Linked DNA regions of Mus musculus: regions 1 and 3 are each linked to region 2. The links are chromatin contacts, called in public HiChIP or PLAC-seq maps. All regions are on one chromosome and are shown on one strand. The core of a region is the stretch at or near the end of the contact, and the rest is flanking DNA. Distances in the headings are between cores, read along the strand shown. Region 1 overlaps Camk2d (calcium/calmodulin-dependent protein kinase II, delta). Region 2 overlaps Camk2d (calcium/calmodulin-dependent protein kinase II, delta). Region 3 overlaps Camk2d (calcium/calmodulin-dependent protein kinase II, delta).

Region 1 (3,503 bases), core at 850-3,349, 170 kb before region 2:
TTTGAGATTTATGCAGATGGTGGGTATTAGGAGAGAAGTTGGGCTGATTTTGTAAGAATCTCCCTTAAAGAGATCCTGGCGGAATACTGAGGAATTTTAGCCACTATCCAGAGGCCTGTGTGGCGATCGGCAGCCGGCCCTTGGCAGATGGTGTCTGAAGTGGGGGAAAGCAGACTTGTCCTAGGGAGTCCTCTGCCCACAGTGGGACACAGTGGGGCCCCTGCTCCTGTGGCTGCATGGCACGTTGTCACTCGAAGCTGACCTCAAGAATGACTGGTTGAGGTTATTTTTAGACGTAATGACAGCGTAGCACTTTGGGCCTCGGGCGTTATTTCTAGACTGGAGAGTAATGTTATTTTATTTTTAAGAAGTAGAATTTCAGGCTTTTAAGTGGGCTTTTGGGTAAAGATTTCTGAAGTTTTTCCAGTAATTGAGACTTTGTGAGCAGAAAGGAGAGGGAGAAAAGCAGAAGCCCCCTGTCCCTCCTGACCGCCTCTGTGGCTCGCAGTGTCCCTAGGTGGGCACATTGTCCCCGTCCTGTCCCTTATTCCGAGAGTCTCCTGATAGACAAAGAAGAAAAAAAATCATTATTTTAAACCATTTCCTTATAACTTCCGACATTCCAAATCATACACACATGTGTGGCACTTCCTCGGTCGTGTCTAGAAAGTAGGTTTCTGTTTGACTTGTAAGCTGACCTGGCTGCTTGCACATAGGACTTCACAAATGCTCAAAGGTGGAATGCAGCAATAGTAACATGTATGCGTGCTTTAGATTCTGTGTAGCTTGTTTGACACACAGTATGATGTGTGCTCATTGTATGAGATGGATAGCTTTACAGCAAAATGTCCTCAAGTCCCACTTAATTTTCTCATCTGTAATTTTTATTAGCATCGTAGTTGGAGTCTTTCCCTGTAGTCTTTTTTTTTTCCTCTGCTGGTACTCCACAATCAACTCTTTTTCTAAAATAAAATAAGAGCAGGGCTTTTCCTTTGCATTTTTTATTTACTTATTTCTTTACTACTAATGTGTGTGTGTGTGTGTGTGTGTGTGTGTGTGTGTGTGTGTGTGTGTGTGAGGGGGTAGGATTTGTGCAGACACAGGGTCTAAGCCCAACCTCATTTTGGTTCTCTCCACTTGCATGGCTTTAACTCAAGTCTATGGGCTTGTGTGGTAGGCCTCTAGAGCTCACATGGGAGACCTTTGCTGTCTTTGATCTTCTAGGCTTTTAACATGGAAATCATTTACCAATCCTGTAAGTAGATGCTAATCATATTCTCACTGAGCCCGAGAAGTCAGTCTTCCCCTAGCCACCTCTCTCCTAAGTGCTAGAGGTGACCCAGGAACACAAGCAACTTAGCACTGACATCAGAGCTTGGAGCTGCTGGGTCAGTTCCACAGTTTACACTGTGTGTAAAATCTAGCTGCCTCAGCCCTCCAATCTCATGTCCACTGGCAGTTTCATGTGTCCCCTTTCTGCAATAGAACGTCCTGGCTGTTTATCACAGAGTTACCTCAACTCTTTTTGGCTCACCTTCGAGGTTGTGGTCCACAGACAAACATTTCGTACTCTTCACTGTTCTCCAAGCCCTCTGAGTAGGTTTCTTCCTGATTATGAGTCATGCTGTGCTTGCTCTTTGTCACAATCTCACTTCGTCCCCTTCAAAGTGGAAAAACCTCTACACACTCACAAGGCCATGCTCTACTCCCTCACCTCGTCCTTGCTTTTGTTTTTTCTGTCTTGTCCCCACAGTGGTAAGCATATCCCTGTGTCGGGTGTTCCTTCCGTCATGTGCTGTTGCTTGCTCTTGGTGACTTCCACTCTTTGCCTACTGGGCTTTTCTGGGATAGGTGTCTACTTGGTATCATTGTTGCCTCAGCATGGCCTATCCAGTGCATGTAACACAGTCAGCAGTGAGTTAGGCTGGGTCTTAGATGGCCAGGGTCCTGCCCACCATGTCCTGTGCCCTCCAGGACTAGCCTGTCCCACTTGTTGATTTCAGTCTGATAACTAGATGTAACCCTGGCCTCACCTGCCACATCCTAGCTGCTCAGCAGGAACCTGTCTGGTTTTCAGTCAGAGTTTCCTGTGCAGGTGGCGGAGGATTTTGAAATGCTTGAAACGAAGCCATCACACCCACTTGAAATAGTTTCTCTCATCTGTGTGATAAGAGGTGGGTGGCAAAAATAAGTTCACAGAGCCTATTACTTGGAGCTGAGATCACGGATTAAATGTCTTGAATGGGGAAAAAAATGTATTGGTTGCACTTAGAATATTTTCTCTGACCTTTCTTACCTTGAATTCAGAAAGAAGGCAGTTTTCTCATGTTGGAGGAACGCTGACTAATTCCCTGTACCTCCTTCACTGTCGAGCATCTGACTCATGTGTATTTAAGGGAACTAGCTGATGACTGGACTCATGCAGCTACGAGGAAAACATGGGATCCAGACCTGTTTGTTACCCTGTGTTCTTAGGGCCTCTTTGATGCGGCAGCCCTGGTGACTCACTTCAGCTCGGTTTGCAGAACACTTGAATGAAAACTTCATGCACAGTGATAGTTAAGAATGCTATGTAGACTGAACTGATGCGGGATGGTCAAATTCCTACTTTCAAATGAAATTTAAAAAGGCCAAAGTAAAGGTCTCTGCCTGGTTTCTCCAAAGCAGAGCCTGAGAGAAAGAGGTTGTCTGAGAGAGCTGGACGTTGGGTTGGACCAGAGAAACAGGAAAACTGACGAGCTTGGCCTGTTCTGCACGGCACCGAGGTTTTCCTGACTACAAGGGTATGTCTGCAGGGCACAGAAAGGCAGCAGGGAACCCAACTGAAAGGCTTACAGATTGAGAATATGTGCAGGAACGGTAAATGGTAACTAACATTTTGCAGCTAAAAAAAAAAAAAAGAAGCCGAAGTGACTTTCTACATCAATTCAAAAAGTTTTGAATACCTGTTTTGCTCGTATACCATTGCTAGTATTTGAAAATTCGTTTAAAAAGTCAATACACTGATATAAAATATTGTTTGTCCTAATAACCCCAAACATCTGAAACCTTTGGCTTGTTTCTCTGTGGTACAAAGTTCTAGCTTGCCCTCCGTGTGTGTGTGTGTGTGTGTGTGTGCATGTGTGAAACATATAACTTAATTCTTCTTCTTACCCCATGTATTCTGTTTTATGTTGTCAGTTTTCTGTTAGTGAAACACCAAAGCCTTGCACCCTGTAAAGAGGTCTACTTAGTTCCTGTTCCATATCTGTTTTGATCTCTAGGGGCCTGAGAACATGGTACCGCTTACCGTCAATGGGTAGAGTCATTTACACAGGAGGAAGCAAGAAGACCAATAGAGATAGCCCATCATGCTTTTGGTCTTGTGGTAACCCATTTATTCCTCTGAGGTTTCAATCACTCTCATGAGATGTGGTGTCTCTGGTGACTGAACACCTCCCACTGGGTCTCATCTTTTAAGAGGTTCTAGTACTGTTCAGTGTTGCTGTTGTAGTCCAAGCATA
Region 2 (3,399 bases), core at 561-3,060:
AGGCAGCAGATCAGTATCTCAATGACAACTGGCACTGCCACTCTCTCCAACCAGTAGATTGTGTAGGGAAGGAAGACCTGAGAAACCAGGAAGTGAGTCACTGCAGGCTTGTCCCTCTGGGCATGTAAGAAGCTTTGTCTCTGAGAGTCACAGCATTGCTTGAAGCTTCTCTTCTCTGTCTCCTTCATGGTCCCTCTTGGGATTTCCCTCCCTAGCAGCTCTGTGCACTTTGTATTCTCTCTTGAGACCTTACAATCTGTCCAGGACATCACCTGATTAGAGGGTGTTCATCTACGAGTTTCTGTGCACAGTAAGAAGTGCAGATGTCATCTCACCTGTCTCTTCTCATCGGCAGTCATGGACCTTGACAAGCTTAATGCAGGGAGTTGTATTTGAAGTGGATGAAATATTCAAGTGATGCTTTTAAAATGGGCTTTGAGGTAGAGTTGGGAAGGAAGGAGCTGCAGATCTCTGAGTGCCTGTGATGGTGACTGTGTTCCGACACTAGACCCTAACAGGCAAAGCTGAAAAGCAGAACAGAGTCTCTCGCACGGGACCGTCTTTCAACCTCTGGGGGATGGGGACAGAATCATTAGGGGAGCGTTTGGAGACACAGTGCATCATACAAGAGCAGCATTAGAGAAGAAAGGGCCTTCCTTTCAAAACTCCCAGTTAGAAGCTTAAAGTGGAAGAGCGGGCGAGACAACCTCTAGGTAATGCACAAATGAGCTTCTAAAGAGAGGTGTGGATACTTCAGCGACCCTAAGAAAACTGGGAAAACAAGAGAGCTTTTTATTTCTCTGAGCCTTCCTGGAGTCTGGTGGGAGGTAATTCCACCACACCTAATTTAATCTGGCCTAGTCTGATTGCTAAGGGGCACAGAGAAGGTGGGGACCGGTAAGGACCATAGACTTACCCTATAGTTCCAATGGGGGAGGGGACCCTCGCATTCAGCGCTGTTCTGTTTGTTTCTTTGTTTGTTTGTTTGTGTGTGTGTGTTTTGGTTTGGTTTTTGAGGGGCCAGATCAGGGGCCTGGCCTGATTTTTCACAGACCTCTGCTTCTGGTGTTTTAGGGTATCTTCAAGTTGTAGGCTCTTTATCAGACAATAATGAAATTTGCTCTGCTGTAATCCTTGCACAGAGAAAAGAACCCTGAAGTAACCTGATGCTTGCCAATCAATTGTTTTTCCAGCATTCACTTTATCCTCACCAGAAAAGAAAGTAGCTTTGAGATGGCCCAGGCTACTCCTTGTGTCAACTTTCTTTGGCCTAGGAGCTGAACATTTTCTGATCTTTCGATTGATTTAAAAAAAGAAAAAAAATGTCAAAGAATCTGTGAGTGTGGGGAGAGAAATAGGACCAATGTGTTTGCATGCGGGCATGCAAAGTGCATTGTGGATGTGGGTCATCTTTTCCATATGCCTTCCTCCCATCTCTTTTCCCAAGCTGGAAATCCTCAAACACAGCCATCACTATCTTAAAGAAAAAGGGAGCAGAAAGACCAGACCTCCTTCCTAGAGAACAAGTAGCCAAGGCTGTGGCCCAGTGACTGTCTCCACAGCTCTCTGTTGCTGAGGGAGAGTGAGGCGGCAGTCACCCCACCCTCACACCCTAGGTCAGTCAGATGCTGAGCTTGTGGCAACAGCTCCGACTCCTAACCTCAGAGCACTGTACATGAGTGATTCATTTCCACCCTCTGCTTTCCTTCCAAGAGTCAGCTGTCATGTGCCAGGCCCAGCCCTGACTCACTCACTCACACGCCTTTGCCTGGGGGAAATGAACACTTCAGAAATTCCTGAGTTCCAGGCCCTTCCTAAGCCAAGACTCACACTGCCTCCAGGGTGACACAGCACAGAAGCATCCTCCTTGAGGCCTCTCTGGGTGTTGCTTGGCCAGCTCGAACAGCATGGGAAGTAAAATAGAAGATGGTCTGTGTGGCTCTGAGCATGCATAAACAAACTTAAAAGGCCACTGTAGCAAAACATCAGAAAGCTGTGGGGGATGGGGGTGGGCAAGGAGGAGTTGGGCAATCGTGGTTTTGAGTGAAAGATGGCCACTCTCTACTGCTGCTCCTGACTCCATCATCTGAGTGGGACAGGATGTAGGTTTTCTGGACCTTGGGAACTGTTCCAGAAGTGTCCACACTCTGTAAACTGCCTACTGAAGTCGCAAAACCAACACTTGGCTTTCATCTCCTCCTCCTTCTCCTCCTTCTCCTCCTTCTCTTCCTTCTCCTCCTCCTCCTCTTCCTCTCTTCATCTTCCTCCTTCTTCCTCCTTATTTCTTATTAGTATTAAAAGATTGGTTTTGGTTTCAAATTATAGTTTTCCAGCCAGCCTATAACTTACTGAAAAGGTTGTTAATTTTAAATGACAGTCTCATGTGAAGAGGGAGCCTTGGAAGCCACATCTCCTACATTCTCACTTGGAAGCCACATTTCCTACATTCTCACTTGGAAGCCACATTTCCTACATTCTCACTTGGAAGCCACATTTCCTACATTCTCACTTGGAAGTCACATCCCCTACACTCTCACTTAGAAGCCACATCTCCCACACTCTCACTTGGAAGTCACATCCCCTACACTCTCACTTAGAAGCCACATCTCCCACACTCTCACTTGGAAGTCACATCGCCCATACTCTCACTTGGAAGTCACATCTCCCACACTCTCACTTGGAAGTCACATCTTTTACACTCTCACTTGGAAGTCACATCTCCCATACTCTCACTTGGAAGTCATATCTCCTATACTCTCACTTGGAAGTCATATCTCCTATAATCTCACTTGGAAGTCACATCTTTTACACTCTCACTTGGAAGCCACATCTCCTACACTCTCGCTCCTGAGCAGCTTCTCACAGTTGTCCTTCATGATCCAGAATCAGGTTGGCTATCATGGACCTTTACCAAAGCTTCACGCTGCCAAGAACAGGTAGATGAATCACCTGTTGCCTAACTAAATTGAATGTGCCATTGGCAGCATCCTTGCTACGGAATTATCATCTGCTACCACTCCATCAGTATGTCCCGAGGATGGCTACATTATTCATATGGATCAATTAAATGGGAAAAAAACAGATATTATAAGTGTGTAGAGGATCTAGGAAAGCCCGTGTTCTATGCTTTCATACAAGTGAGAATTTATGCAACTATTGTGGACTATAAGCATGATCCTTTTACATTATAAACATTTACATAGTTAGTAGCCATTATATAGACAGCTCTAATAATCCTTTTATGAGGCCCCTGACTATTATATTTGGTATGAGGTAATGTCAGATAGTCTTAATGGAGTCAAATTATTTTTCCAGATTTATTTTTTAATAAGAAATGACTTCATTTAGATAAACAGGATCTTGAACGTAAATGCAACTTTAAGTTTTCATTAAATCCAG
Region 3 (3,519 bases), core at 102-2,601, 220 kb before region 2:
GTTAATGGGGTGTGGTAGCACTTTCGTGCCTCTTAGCCCCGGTTCAATACTGCCAAACTCACATCATCATCATCATGCTCACTTTAAAATGTATTTATACACTTTCAATTTATAAACTACAAATTATGAAATGTAATTATAAACTTTGACAGTACTTCAGGGAGAGATTTTTAATTTTTATAGATGCATGTAAAATGAATTATAGCATACAATACTTATACTAATCTAGACTTTAGAAAAGTACAGAAAAACTAAAAAGGGACATATTTATGTCTTTCCAAGCAAGCACTGATAACCTTTTTTTTTCATTTCTTTATTTCTTTTCAAAGTTCGTAATTTTTTATTATAAAATTTTATTTTCATTTATTTATTTTGTGTTACGTGTGGGCAAATGACTTTGCCTGTATATGGAGGTTAGAGGACAGCTGGCAGCAATTCTGGATAAAGGTCAGGTTGTCAGGCTTGTGTGAAAGTTCCCTAATCTGCTGAGCCCTCCCAGCTGGCCCCTGCCTTTCCCCCTAACCTACCTACTTCCTTGGCTGCCCACTCCCTCTTTCTCTCTTTCAAACTGGACATTTTGGTCTCCAGTTTTACTTAAAATTACAACACATCCCTGTGTTGTGGAAATTCCTTTGAACTCTGAAGAACTGCACCCTGCTTCGCCGAGGAAGTGAACACCAGCTGGTTATTTTATAGGGTTGCATGCATCTTTCTGTTAACTTGTGCCCTTTACTGCGGAAGATAATAGATAGAACTGAAAGCACACCTTTGTAAAGTGTTTCAGACTTCTGGGTCTTAGGTAGGATTCACCTAGGAGGAGAAGTCCTGAGACACAGAGTTAAGTGTTTTCAGAATTCTTTGTCACGTTGCTTCCTGGAGGCTTTGTCCATTTCCACTGAGGACATTTAATTACAGTATGATACCTAAATTGAATTTTGAAGAACTACATTCTAACTTTCAATTTCATCTTAATGAAAAAAGAAAAACTGTCCTTGCCAAGCCCCCTCCCTCTGACAGATAACTAAAGAGGGAGAGGCAAAGTCTTTCCTCTCAAGGTGAACGGACCCAGAGGAAACTGAATTAGCACTGGGGCTGCTGGTACTGAGCTCTGGGTTCTGAGCTCTATGGAGAGGTCAGGGAGACGTCTCCAAGGAGCCGGTGTTTGCACTGGGTTTTGAAAATAAGCAATGTTGAATAGACAGATAGGACACCAACAGATAGGACATTACGAGAAACTACTCGTGAGGAACAATCAAATCAGAAAGTGCCAGTGAATGGTTTGGTGGTCATGAAAGCCTGCAGAGCCCGATGAAGGGAGTTGGAATTCTTTTCACCCTCTGAGAGTGAATCATGAAGTGGCAGGCTCTGTGGGAACGAAGGAAGGAAGGAAGGAAGGAAGGTTGATCCCGAGATTTATAGCCCTGAGTCATTAGGGGTAAACAGCTGATAAGAGAGCCACAGCAAACTGCTTATCAACCCCTCATTCTGTTTTATGTAGCCTTGGGGCAAAATACAAACCCCATAAGAGCCACTAAGTAAAAAACAAAGGACTTGAAAATAGAGTATTTCTTTTTAAAGTCAAGTGTTATGGAGTGTTAAAAATAATTAGAGTATTTTTTTTAAAGTCAAGTGTTATGGAGTGTTACTGGAGATTGCAGTGTATGTTGTGACTGTTGTGAAAATTATTGGAGGGGTCTACTTAAAGCCAAAAGTGACTAGGACATCTAACCAATAGGATGCCACTCAACACCAGATTCTTGTGTCTAAAAGACTAGCACTGGTCTGTACAGTTACGTAGAGGAATAAATGTTTTGCAGAGTCTGTTTTCCTGTAGTTTTGCTAATACATGTTTAGGGACCCAGAGCCTTTAATGTCACATCTGTGCATACTGCACTCAACTGCTGCCTTCTTCTCTCTCTCTTTTTAAGAAACTGAGAGTTACACAGTTTATTCCACAGTGTTGAATCACTTAAATAATGAAAAAAATCATTCATTCCCTTAGGTAACTTTAGTTTAAACATTTAATCTCTGTAGGTTGGCTTAGCCATGTAAATTTTCCTCTGTTTTTAAAAATCGTAAAAAAAAAATATGTAAGAGCTTTGACTTTTATTCATATTAAGGTTTTCATGGTTGCACTTAAAGGAGAAAGAAAGATCACTGTTTTATTCAATGCAAATATGTAATTCATAGTAATTTGACTTTTTTTTCCTTTCGTTTTTGGTTTTCAATAAATACATCTGTCCGAAGTTTTTCTTCACCCAACCCCAACTTCTCCCAGCCTCCTCCTCTTCCTCTTCCTCTTCCTCCTCCTTTTCTCTCCCAGCTCCACTTCTCTCTTTTCCTTCAGAATAAAAAGCAGGCCTCCCTTGTTAGCCAAATAAGGCATAAGAAGGTCAGACTAGGCTTAAACCCTTGTATCAAGTCAGGGTGAGGCAATGCAGTGTGAGGAAAGAGCTTTGGGAACAGAGCAGAAGGCCATCTGTCAACTTAAAGGACAGTGAGTCAAAATTGACACAGCTCCTGGAAGGATTAGAGAAATTCTATTTCCGCAAGTAGCATTTGATTGCCCATGCCCAACCCTGTCCTCCAAACATAAGTAGAATCAAGACCCACTTGCATCTAATTTTGGAAATAAGTTTTGGAAATAATTTTCTTAGTGTTAACTTTGCCTATTGCTCTCTATGTATATCTTATATGCTCAGGAAAAAGGAGAGGGAAATTTGACTTAATCTTACTTAATTTTGTTTGAAGGAAAAACATTTGTAATGCTTCACACTGGCAGACAACTAGTGTCTGCTGTCTGCGTAGTTCCCCCACTGTGATAATCCTAAATGCCTGTAATTCTTCAATGGCAAATAGAGATGGCATCAGCATCATAGCAGGATCAGGGATGGCCACGGGACACTGAGACCATTATGTTTTACATCATAATGACTCTAAAAATGGAAACTAACATTTGTTGATTTTTTGTAATCTTTAAAAAAACGCTATTATAGATAGAATGTTTTAAAGTATGTTTTTAAATAATTGAAATCAACCCGAAATTTAGAAACAGTGGCATTAGAAAAACAGTGACCACACACAGGGTCAGCTTTAAAAATAACACGTAGCTTTGAAAGTACAATTTCTTTTCTCCTTAGCATGTAAATGATTTATTCAGATTGTCTATAATAAGCCTAGCGGGGAAGAAAGGAGGAAGTGAGAAACGAGTCTCTGAGAAATCCTTAAAGCTCATACTAGTGCTTATGTAGCAGCTTCCATTCAAGGATCGAAAGGTCCACGGTGTTTCTGGAACAAAGGTCAGGGACAGCCTACAGGATTCTTGTTCCCAGTGCTGTTTTGTCTGCCTCCCTTCAGTGCCTCATCAGAGCCGTTTCCTCACACACCTCACATTCCTTCCAGAGTCTAGGGACAGATGACACAGTTACCTGCTGCAACAGCAGCTCGATTATGGGAGCAAAAGTGATTACGTGGGTTAGAATCTCCGTGGTCCTCTGATCAGTAACCCGGTACAAATGT

What was found. HiChIP or PLAC-seq counts read pairs in DNA pulled down with a chosen protein or histone mark.
Region 1: a contact with region 2 is called in a BATF HiChIP or PLAC-seq map of CD8 T cells, with 20 read pairs. The contact joins two enhancer-like sites. A contact is called at or near these places in 2 of 39 promoter capture datasets (the C10 cell line and pre-B cells), 1 of 15 datasets of contacts at CTCF or cohesin (the NIH/3T3 cell line), 8 of 484 Hi-C or Micro-C datasets (the C2C12 cell line, CD8 T cells, the HL-1 cell line and 5 more) and 3 of 115 datasets of contacts at active chromatin or transcription factors (CD8 T cells, memory CD8 T cells and pancreatic cancer cells).
Region 3: a contact with region 2 is called in a FOXA1 HiChIP or PLAC-seq map of pancreatic cancer cells. The contact joins two enhancer-like sites. A contact is called at or near these places in 1 of 15 datasets of contacts at CTCF or cohesin (the NIH/3T3 cell line), 11 of 484 Hi-C or Micro-C datasets (the 63-12 cell line, B cells, the C2C12 cell line and 7 more), 4 of 115 datasets of contacts at active chromatin or transcription factors (bone marrow-derived macrophages, pancreatic cancer cells and trophoblast stem cells) and 2 of 9 other capture datasets (bone marrow-derived macrophages and embryonic stem cells).

What each region holds. Positions count from the first base shown.
Region 1 is chr3:126,658,757-126,662,259 of GRCm38.p6, forward strand. All of the region lies in intron 2 of Camk2d (calcium/calmodulin-dependent protein kinase II, delta), which reads left to right. Among named protein-coding and RNA genes, the nearest start is that of Gm15551, 8.4 kb to the right of the region's middle. Within about 2 kb of position 2,100, at least 158 of the 459 cell types and tissues checked have an H3K27ac peak or open chromatin away from gene starts, as enhancers often do. A contact at or near this core is called in the C2C12 cell line, CD8 T cells, the HL-1 cell line and 6 more, where this site is marked.
Region 2 is chr3:126,829,886-126,833,284 of GRCm38.p6, forward strand. All of the region lies in intron 16 of Camk2d (calcium/calmodulin-dependent protein kinase II, delta), which reads left to right. Among named protein-coding and RNA genes, the nearest start is that of Gm15551, 160 kb to the left of the region's middle. Within about 2 kb of position 1,811, at least 145 of the 459 cell types and tissues checked have an H3K27ac peak or open chromatin away from gene starts, as enhancers often do. A contact at or near this core is called in the 63-12 cell line, the C2C12 cell line, CD8 T cells and 9 more, where this site is marked.
Region 3 is chr3:126,610,505-126,614,023 of GRCm38.p6, forward strand. The region is part of intron 2 of Camk2d (calcium/calmodulin-dependent protein kinase II, delta); the gene reads left to right. Among named protein-coding and RNA genes, the nearest start is that of Camk2d, 15 kb to the left of the region's middle. Within about 2 kb of position 1,352, at least 122 of the 459 cell types and tissues checked have an H3K27ac peak or open chromatin away from gene starts, as enhancers often do. A contact at or near this core is called in the 63-12 cell line, the N1E-115 cell line, the NIH/3T3 cell line and 3 more, where this site is marked.